Regions from separate parts of the Ovis aries genome. Here region 2 is linked to region 1. A link is a contact called in public Hi-C data. All regions are on one chromosome and are shown on one strand. The core of a region is the stretch at or near the end of the contact, and the rest is flanking DNA. Distances in the headings are between cores, read along the strand shown.

What was found. A called contact is a pair of places that touch in the nucleus more often than the background predicts.
Region 2: a Hi-C map of tail adipose tissue shows a contact between it and region 1, with 2.6 times the contacts expected there. The contact joins the enhancer-like site here to the promoter of GADD45A in region 1. A contact is called at or near these places in 2 of 16 Hi-C or Micro-C datasets (omental adipose tissue and tail adipose tissue).

The regions. Positions count from the first base shown.
Region 1 is chr1:43,323,235-43,326,935 of ARS-UI_Ramb_v3.0, reverse strand. GADD45A (growth arrest and DNA damage inducible alpha) reads right to left here and starts at 2,085. Exons shown (of 4, transcript XM_004002064.4): 1 at 1,813-2,085; 2 at 1,180-1,281; 3 at 695-932. The coding sequence starts at 1,856. All of the region lies in intron 3 of LOC132659276 (a long non-coding RNA gene), which reads left to right.
Region 2 is chr1:43,380,405-43,384,105 of ARS-UI_Ramb_v3.0, reverse strand. All of the region lies in intron 2 of GNG12 (G protein subunit gamma 12), which reads left to right. LOC132659276 (a long non-coding RNA gene) reads left to right here. Exons shown (of 4, transcript XR_009599503.1): 3 at 1-2,300. Among named protein-coding and RNA genes, the nearest start is that of GADD45A, 57 kb to the right of the region's middle. Within about 2 kb of position 2,100, at least 8 of the 54 cell types and tissues checked have an H3K27ac peak or open chromatin away from gene starts, as enhancers often do.

The DNA of each region.
Region 1 (3,701 bases), core at 836-3,335:
CTGCAGAGCAGTTAACTAAAACTGCCACCTGTTATCCTCCCAAAAGAGAGAGTAGTATTTTTCAGGAGTAGCAAAATAATGAGGCTGCCACTTAAGGAGATCAAACTGTTCCAAAATGTAAAACACAAAACAATCACATTTATCTCTGTAAATACAAGTTATCTACCTTTCAAAGGTTTTTAAGGGGGCATGGGGGCATTTAAAAAACTTCAAGACCACAAAGAAAAAATTTCCACTCTATCCTCTTAATGTATTTCTAGGGAATTAATGAGGTCTGTCTCCTACACCATTTCTATTTTTAGCTCTGACTGGCAGAGAATGAAGCTGACTCCTTAATGAGGGTGAGCCAGGAATTTATTTGGCTTTATCTAATCTGCCCTGCTAAAGGAATTAGTCACGGGAGGTAGTGCAGATGTAGGTAGGGAGTAGCTGGACTGACAATGCTGAGTCACAAGGATCTCTTCCGCTTCTGGCAGCCTCCAACGTGCTTAGACACGTTCTGTCCCAGAGAAAATCCCCATGATGAAACTAGCACATCTCGGCTGAAAGTCCAGCCACACGCTTTAATGGGGCAAAGGCTCCCGTCTCTTAACCCTCGCCCATTTCAGATCTGGAGTCAGGCGACTCTCAGCACTCACGAACTTCCTGCCAGGACTCTAACCTCGAGCTGCCCGCAAGTCCCCTTCTCCCTTACCGTCACCAGCACGCAGTGCAGGTCCGGGGGCTGCTCTGCGCCCTCGCTGGCTGCGGGGCCCGCATCGGTCTCCAGGAGCAAGAGTTCGGCCAGCCGGCCCGGGTTGCTGACACGCAGGATGTCGATATCATTCTCGCAGCAGAATGCCTGGATCAGGGTGAAGTGGATCTGCAGAGCCACGTCCCTGTCGTCGTCCTCGTCCGCCGCCAGCAGGCACAGCACCACGTTATCCGGGTCGCTGCGGGCAGGGAACGAACGGGCTGGTGAGCCCAAAGGCAAGCCCCGCCGCGTGGCAGCCTGCACCCCCCGCCCAGGTGTCAGGGGTCGCGCCCGGGTCCGCTCACTCCCCCTGGGACAAGTAGCCACGGGACAGATGGCACGCGGCAGGAAGTGGCGCTGCAGGGCGAGGGGAGACCAGTGAAAGCGACCTTCTCTGGCTAGGGCGAACAGGAGAACCAAGAGGGTCACGCGAGGGCTCCACTTACACGTTGAGCAGCTTGGCCGCCTCGTACACCCCGACGGTGATGGTGCGCTGACTCAGGGCTTTGCTGAGCACTTCCTCGAGGGCATCCCCCACCTTATCCATCCTACACGCGGGAAGAAGCAAGGGGATCCCGTCACACTAAGCCCCTCCGGGTAGTCGCCGCCTCCTCGCCCTGCACCGCGACCCTCCCAACCGAGGGCACGCGCAATAGCGCCCCTCGACCTTTTGCAAACCAGGACTCCCTGGGATATCATCCCCTTCCCCCCATAACCCTTACGCCCAGAGGCCCGGCATCCTGTGAGCAGCCCCGAGAGTGACATCCGCCACCCTTTCCCTAGTGCTCTACTAGTCCTTGGCGCTGGGTGCAGCCACAGGCTGTCGGCCGCAAGAGCTGCACGGGCAGGGACGGTCACGTCTGCCGTTTGCAAAGCCTCGAGGGGCTCGACCGGCGTGCGGGGTACGCTCTTCCCGTCCACGCGCGCCTCCGGAGTGTTCCAGAGGAAGAAAGGCGGGATAGGAGGTACCCGCTGCAAACTTTGAACCACTCGCTCCCCATTAACCTTGCATAGCCCAGCAGCACCGGAGTGCGCGCAGGAGGCAAGCAGAGTTCTGGCAGAGGCTCTGGCCGACTTACCTTTCGGTCTTTTGCTCTCCAGCCGAGAATTCCTCCAAAGTCATATTGCAACTGCAGGTCGCCCACAGAGAGAGAGCGGCGTGCGAGCTGCTCCTGCCACCGGCGGCGCGCGGGCGCCTGCTTTCCACACTCCCCTGCAGGCTCCTCCAGCGCCCGCCACCACCGCGCCGTCCGCCCCTCCCGCCCCGCTCGCTCGCTTGCTCGTTAGTCGGCTCTCAGCAGCCCACTCGCCGCTAACCACGACACTAACTCCACAGCTGCCCCACAGCCACTGAAGGACAAAGGCCCCGCTCCCAGGAGTTATCCTGCCAACCCCCAGCCAACCACCATCCTCTTCATTTGCATACGCGCAGCCATTGGGCTATGCAAATCAGCCTGTTCAGACAATTTGACCTCAGCTCCAGGAACCAGGCGGAGAGGAGCGGAAGAGGGAGGGGCCAGGAGGAAAAAGAGCCTAGGGGGCGCGGGCGGGCGGGGTTCCGAGCCTACTCTCACCCGGTAGGCGGGGCGGGTAGGAGCGGAGATCTTCGTAGGGGGGCGGGGAAAGGAGGGTGTCTTCAGCTTGGGCTGGAGCTGGCTGCCAAGTGTTTTTCTTGCTGGTGCGCTTTTTTTTTTTTAATTGTCGTTTCAAGTCTTTTGTTTTGGGGGGCTGCTATTAACATCTATTTTCAGGGTTAATGCACCCAAGTCTAGTAATTATTAGTACGCAGGTTATATAAAAAGAGTGTATCCAGACTTCTGGGGCAAAGTTTACCTCAGAAGTGTTGTTTATGTAAGTCTAAGCAAAGCTGCTTATTAGTAGTAGTATTATTTCGGTGCCCTGATGGCTGGTTTGATTTATTTTTGGAAACTTGCAAGGGTTGGAAGCTCAAAAAAGAAAAATCAACACATTTGTGTTTGGTGGTGGCAGGAAACCAAGTTGGAATCTTTTATGCAGAAAGCAGAAAGACTTCCCACCTGCCCAGGGTAACTGTGGAAAACTGAGTTCAGGAGGAGCTGGTTACTACATGTATAACCATTTTATCCTAGCCTCACAACCCCAATTCACCTTTCTCAGCCTTTCCCAAAGGAGGATCCTTCTGCAGGGCACCAGCTAAGAGACAAAAGTCTGACACCCACACAAGGCACACATCTAAACTCAAAATGCTCTGGATATGCCCTCAGCTTCCTTTCATAAGGCAAGTATGTCACTACCTTCCACAGGGGGCCTATGATCTCACTGTGAATTATTGATGTTAGTTGCTGAATCATGAAGTTGCCGCTATAGGTCCTTTTAGTCATAGGCTAAAATTTCACCTTTGAGATAATGGCAATCTGTGGGTGGAAAGAAAGTAGTAGTTCTACATTTTTGAAAAACAAAATTGAATGTAGAGTTTGAATCGGTTGAAAGTTCTTTGTATCATGAGTTTATGCAATAAATGCAAAAATATGTGTTAAACCTACTGAAGTCACCAAAAGTGGTAAAAAAAGAAAAAAAAATACTCCCATATGCTTGCTTTCAAAACAATGCTTGCATTTTTAAGGTCACTGTACAGACAAAGGTCACAGAAGTAATTTTCTGCTAAGTTACAAGGGAGTTTTTGTACCCGTATGTTCATATCATTCTAGACAAAATATTCTTCAGCTTTCTTGATCTTAATTTAGAGGAAAAGAAAAGTGATAGGTCAGGTTTTCTGGCTCATTTATTTGAGCTGCCATTTTGCACTTCATCTCTTAACTGCATTGTCAGCAAGGGACAAGTTTTGACTAAAGGAATGGTGCTGGTCTGTGGGTCATTTACCCAGAAATGTATGTTTCATATCCATACCTTAAATTCTAACATGTAGCGTCTTTTAAAGAATTCCTTTAAATTGGAATTTAGGTAGGTGCTGAAGCATTTTCAGTTTTGC
Region 2 (3,701 bases), core at 851-3,350, 57 kb before region 1:
TCCTTTCCCCAGTGTGTATTTTATAAAAATGAACTGAGGTCCAAATTAGATAATAAACTATTTGATTAATACAGGACCAACTTATCCAAGTTGAAGCAGAAACAAACAGTGGGAAGACGTATTTGGGGAGATGATTCATTTTATTTTATTCTTTTTAAGAACTAGTGGATAAAAGTATAAAACAGACAATTCCGTATTTATTTATCCATATTCATGAAGTACCTGTTCGGTTATCTATGTGATGGTCTTGTGAATGAATCCATGATCTTTCTTTACTCTGGATTATTGAGTTGTCATTGTTTAGTTGCCAAGTTGTGTCTGACTCTTTGTGGCCCCATGGACTATAGCATCATATGCTTGTCAGCCATCAATATGTTTTCTTTGGAGAAATATCTATTAAGGTCTTCTGCCCATTTTTTATTGGGTTGTTTTTTTTTATATTAACCTGTGAGCTCTTTGTATGTTTTGGAAATTAATTCCTTATTGGTTGCATTGTTGGCATATATTTTCTCCGATTCTGTGGGTTGTCTTTTTGTCTGTTTGATTTCTTTCATCAGAGTCTTATATTTCCAGAGTACAGATTTTTTTGCCTCCTTTAGGTAGGTTTATTCCTAAATATTTTGTTCTTTTTGATATCATAGTGAATGGGGTTTTTCCTTAATTTCTCTCTCTGACATTTTGTTGTTAGTTTATAAAAGTGCAACAGATTTATGTACATTAATTTTATATCCAGCAACTTTACCAAATTCATTCATGAGCTCTACTAGTTTTCTGGTAGCATCTTTAGGATTTTCTGTGTAAAGCATTGTCATCTCTGTCCAGTGACAGTTTTACTTCTTTTCCAATTTGGATTGCTTTTCTTTATTTCTTTCTTCTTCTTTTTTTTTTTTTTTCTGATTGCTGTAGCTAGAACTTCCAAAATTATGTTGAATAAAAGTGGTGAGAATGGGATTCCTTGTCTTGTTCCTGATCTTACAGGAAAAGCTTTCATTTTTTCACCATTGAATATGATGTTAGGTGTGGGTTTGTTATATATGTTATTTTATATATATGTGGGGGGGGGGTATATGTCAAGATATTTTTACTCTGCCCACTTTCTGCAGAGTTTTTTTTTTTTTTACCATAAATGGATGTTGAATTTCATGAAAAGCTTTTTCTACGTCTATTGAGATGATCATATGATTTTCATTCTTCAGTTTGTTAATGTGGTGTAGCATATTGATTTGCAGATACTAAAAAATTCTTGTATTCCTGGAATAAATCCCACTTGATCATGCATTATGTTGGAGTCAGTTAACATTTTTAATTTACTGTTGGAGTCAGTTTGCAAATATTTTGCTGAGGATTTTTACACCTATATTCATCAGTGATGTTGGCTGTAATTATCTTGTTTTGTGATCCTTTTTCTGGTTTTGGTATCAGAGTGCTGGTGGCCTCATAGTATGAGTTCAGCAGTGTCCCTTACTCTGTAATTTTTTGGAGTAGTTTCAGAAGGATAGGTATTAGCTCTTCTCTAAATATTTGGTAGAATTCATCTGCGAAGCCATCTGGTCCTGGACTTTTTGTTTGTGTTTTAAATTATTGATTCAATTTCAGTACTGGTAATTGGTTTGTTTATACTTTCTGTTTATTTGATATATTCTTAATTATTCTTCTTGCTCAAGCAATAGCAAGTGTATTCATAGTCCTAGTAGCAAATAAATTAATCTTCCCATGTTCTGACTGCTCAGTTTATTTACATAGACAGCTGACCCTTGAACAACATGGGTTTAAACCACACTGGTCACTTCTACATGGATTTTTTTTTTCACAGTAGCATATGATCGCAGTTGTGCAGGGCAGAGACCTGCTGATCCAAGGTCACTGAAGAAGTAGACTTGCTGGGGGGACAGAGGCCTGTGGGCCTTGCTGCAACCAGACTGGGCTATCCCTTAGCTCTCTTTAGACTGTGTGCCCTACCACGAGACCACCCAGTCATTTGGCACCTCCCCTGAGACACCTGATCGCTGAGAACCTGCCTTTCAGAACCTGCCCAGCTGAGTCCTAGGCTGATGGCCGGGTCCTCACTGGGTGGTGCCCAGCCCGAGCACACAGCAGGCCAGCTGGTTGTAGTCCTTTCAGGCACCTCCCATGACTACTTCCTCCTGCCTGAGGACTGTCTCTAGGCCTGAGGAGAGCTGGCTGTGTGATCAGAGAATGGCCTTTGGAGTGTGGCACACCTGGAACCCCTTCTTTTTAATAAGGGAGAAAAAGACCAATGTGATCATTATTAGAGAAATGCAAATCAAAACCACAATGAGGTACCACTTCACACCAGTCAGAATGGCTGCGATCCAAAAATCTGCAAGCAATAAATGCTGGAGAGGGTGTGGAGAAAGGGAACCCTCCTACACTGTTGGTGGGAATGCAAACTAGTACAGCCACTATGGAGAACAGTGTGGAGATTCCTTAAAAAATTGCAAATAGAACTACCTTATGACCCAGCAATCCCACTTCTGGGCATACACACCGAGGAAACCAGAATTGAAAGAGACACATGTACCCCAATGTTCATCGCAGCACTGTTTATAATAGCCAGGACATGGAAACAACCTAGATGTCCATCAGCAGATGAATGGCTAAGAAAGCTGTGGTACATACACACAATGGAGTATTACTCAGCCGTTAAAAAGAATTCATTTGAATCAGTTCTGATGAGATGGATGAAACTGGAGCCGATTATACAGAGTGAAGTAAGCCAGAAAGAAAAACACCAATACAGTATACTAACACATATATATGGAATTTAGGAAGAGGGCAATGACGACCCTGTATGCAAGACAGGGAAAGAGACACAGATGTGTATAACGGACTTTTGGACTCAGAGGGAGAGGGAGAGGGTGGGATGATTTGGGAGAATGACATTCTAACATGTATACTATCATGTGAATTGAATCGCCAGTCTATGTCTGACGCAGGATGCAGCATGCTTGGGGCTGGTGCGTGGGGATGACCCAGAAAGATGTTATGGGGAGGGAGGTGGGAGGGGGGTTCATGTTTGGGAATGCATGTAAGAATTAAAGATTTTAAAATTTAAAAAAAAAAAAAAAAAGACCAATGTGAGTGAGAACTTGAAGGGAGACAGGACTTGCAGGATGGTTAATACTGGTCCAGCCACAGGGCAGCCAGGGATTCAGAATTCCCGACCCCCCAGTCACCACCAAGTCTATTTCAGGAGTTCCTGCTACTTCTTCAGGAACTGCTAGAATAATTCCTGTGATCTCCTCACAGAACATCAGGACTCCACTAACTAGCCACAGGCCCACCCAACAAAGTCGCTAAGTTACCCAGACACACACTGCCATTTTCTTGGCTTTCTTATCTCACTTGTGAGACCCAAATCCTGGATCAACGCCTGCCTCACCAGTCAGTGCCCAAGAGACTGCAGACAGTCTCCATACACTTTCTGTGCAACATTTCCTTGTCTATGGAATAGTTATGATATTATACACTTGGTAGGGTTGGTGCAAGGGCTCGAGATAAAGTAAAAACAGAAGCTGGTACATAAAACACAGGTAATGGTATTTAGAGAATCGATATTATATCACGCAGTCATTCATTCAATATGTACACACCAGGTCCTGTTCTAGGAGTTGGGCAGACAGCATTGAAAAAGACAACTTGTCCTCATGAAGCTCAGATTCTGGCAGCAAAAGCAGACC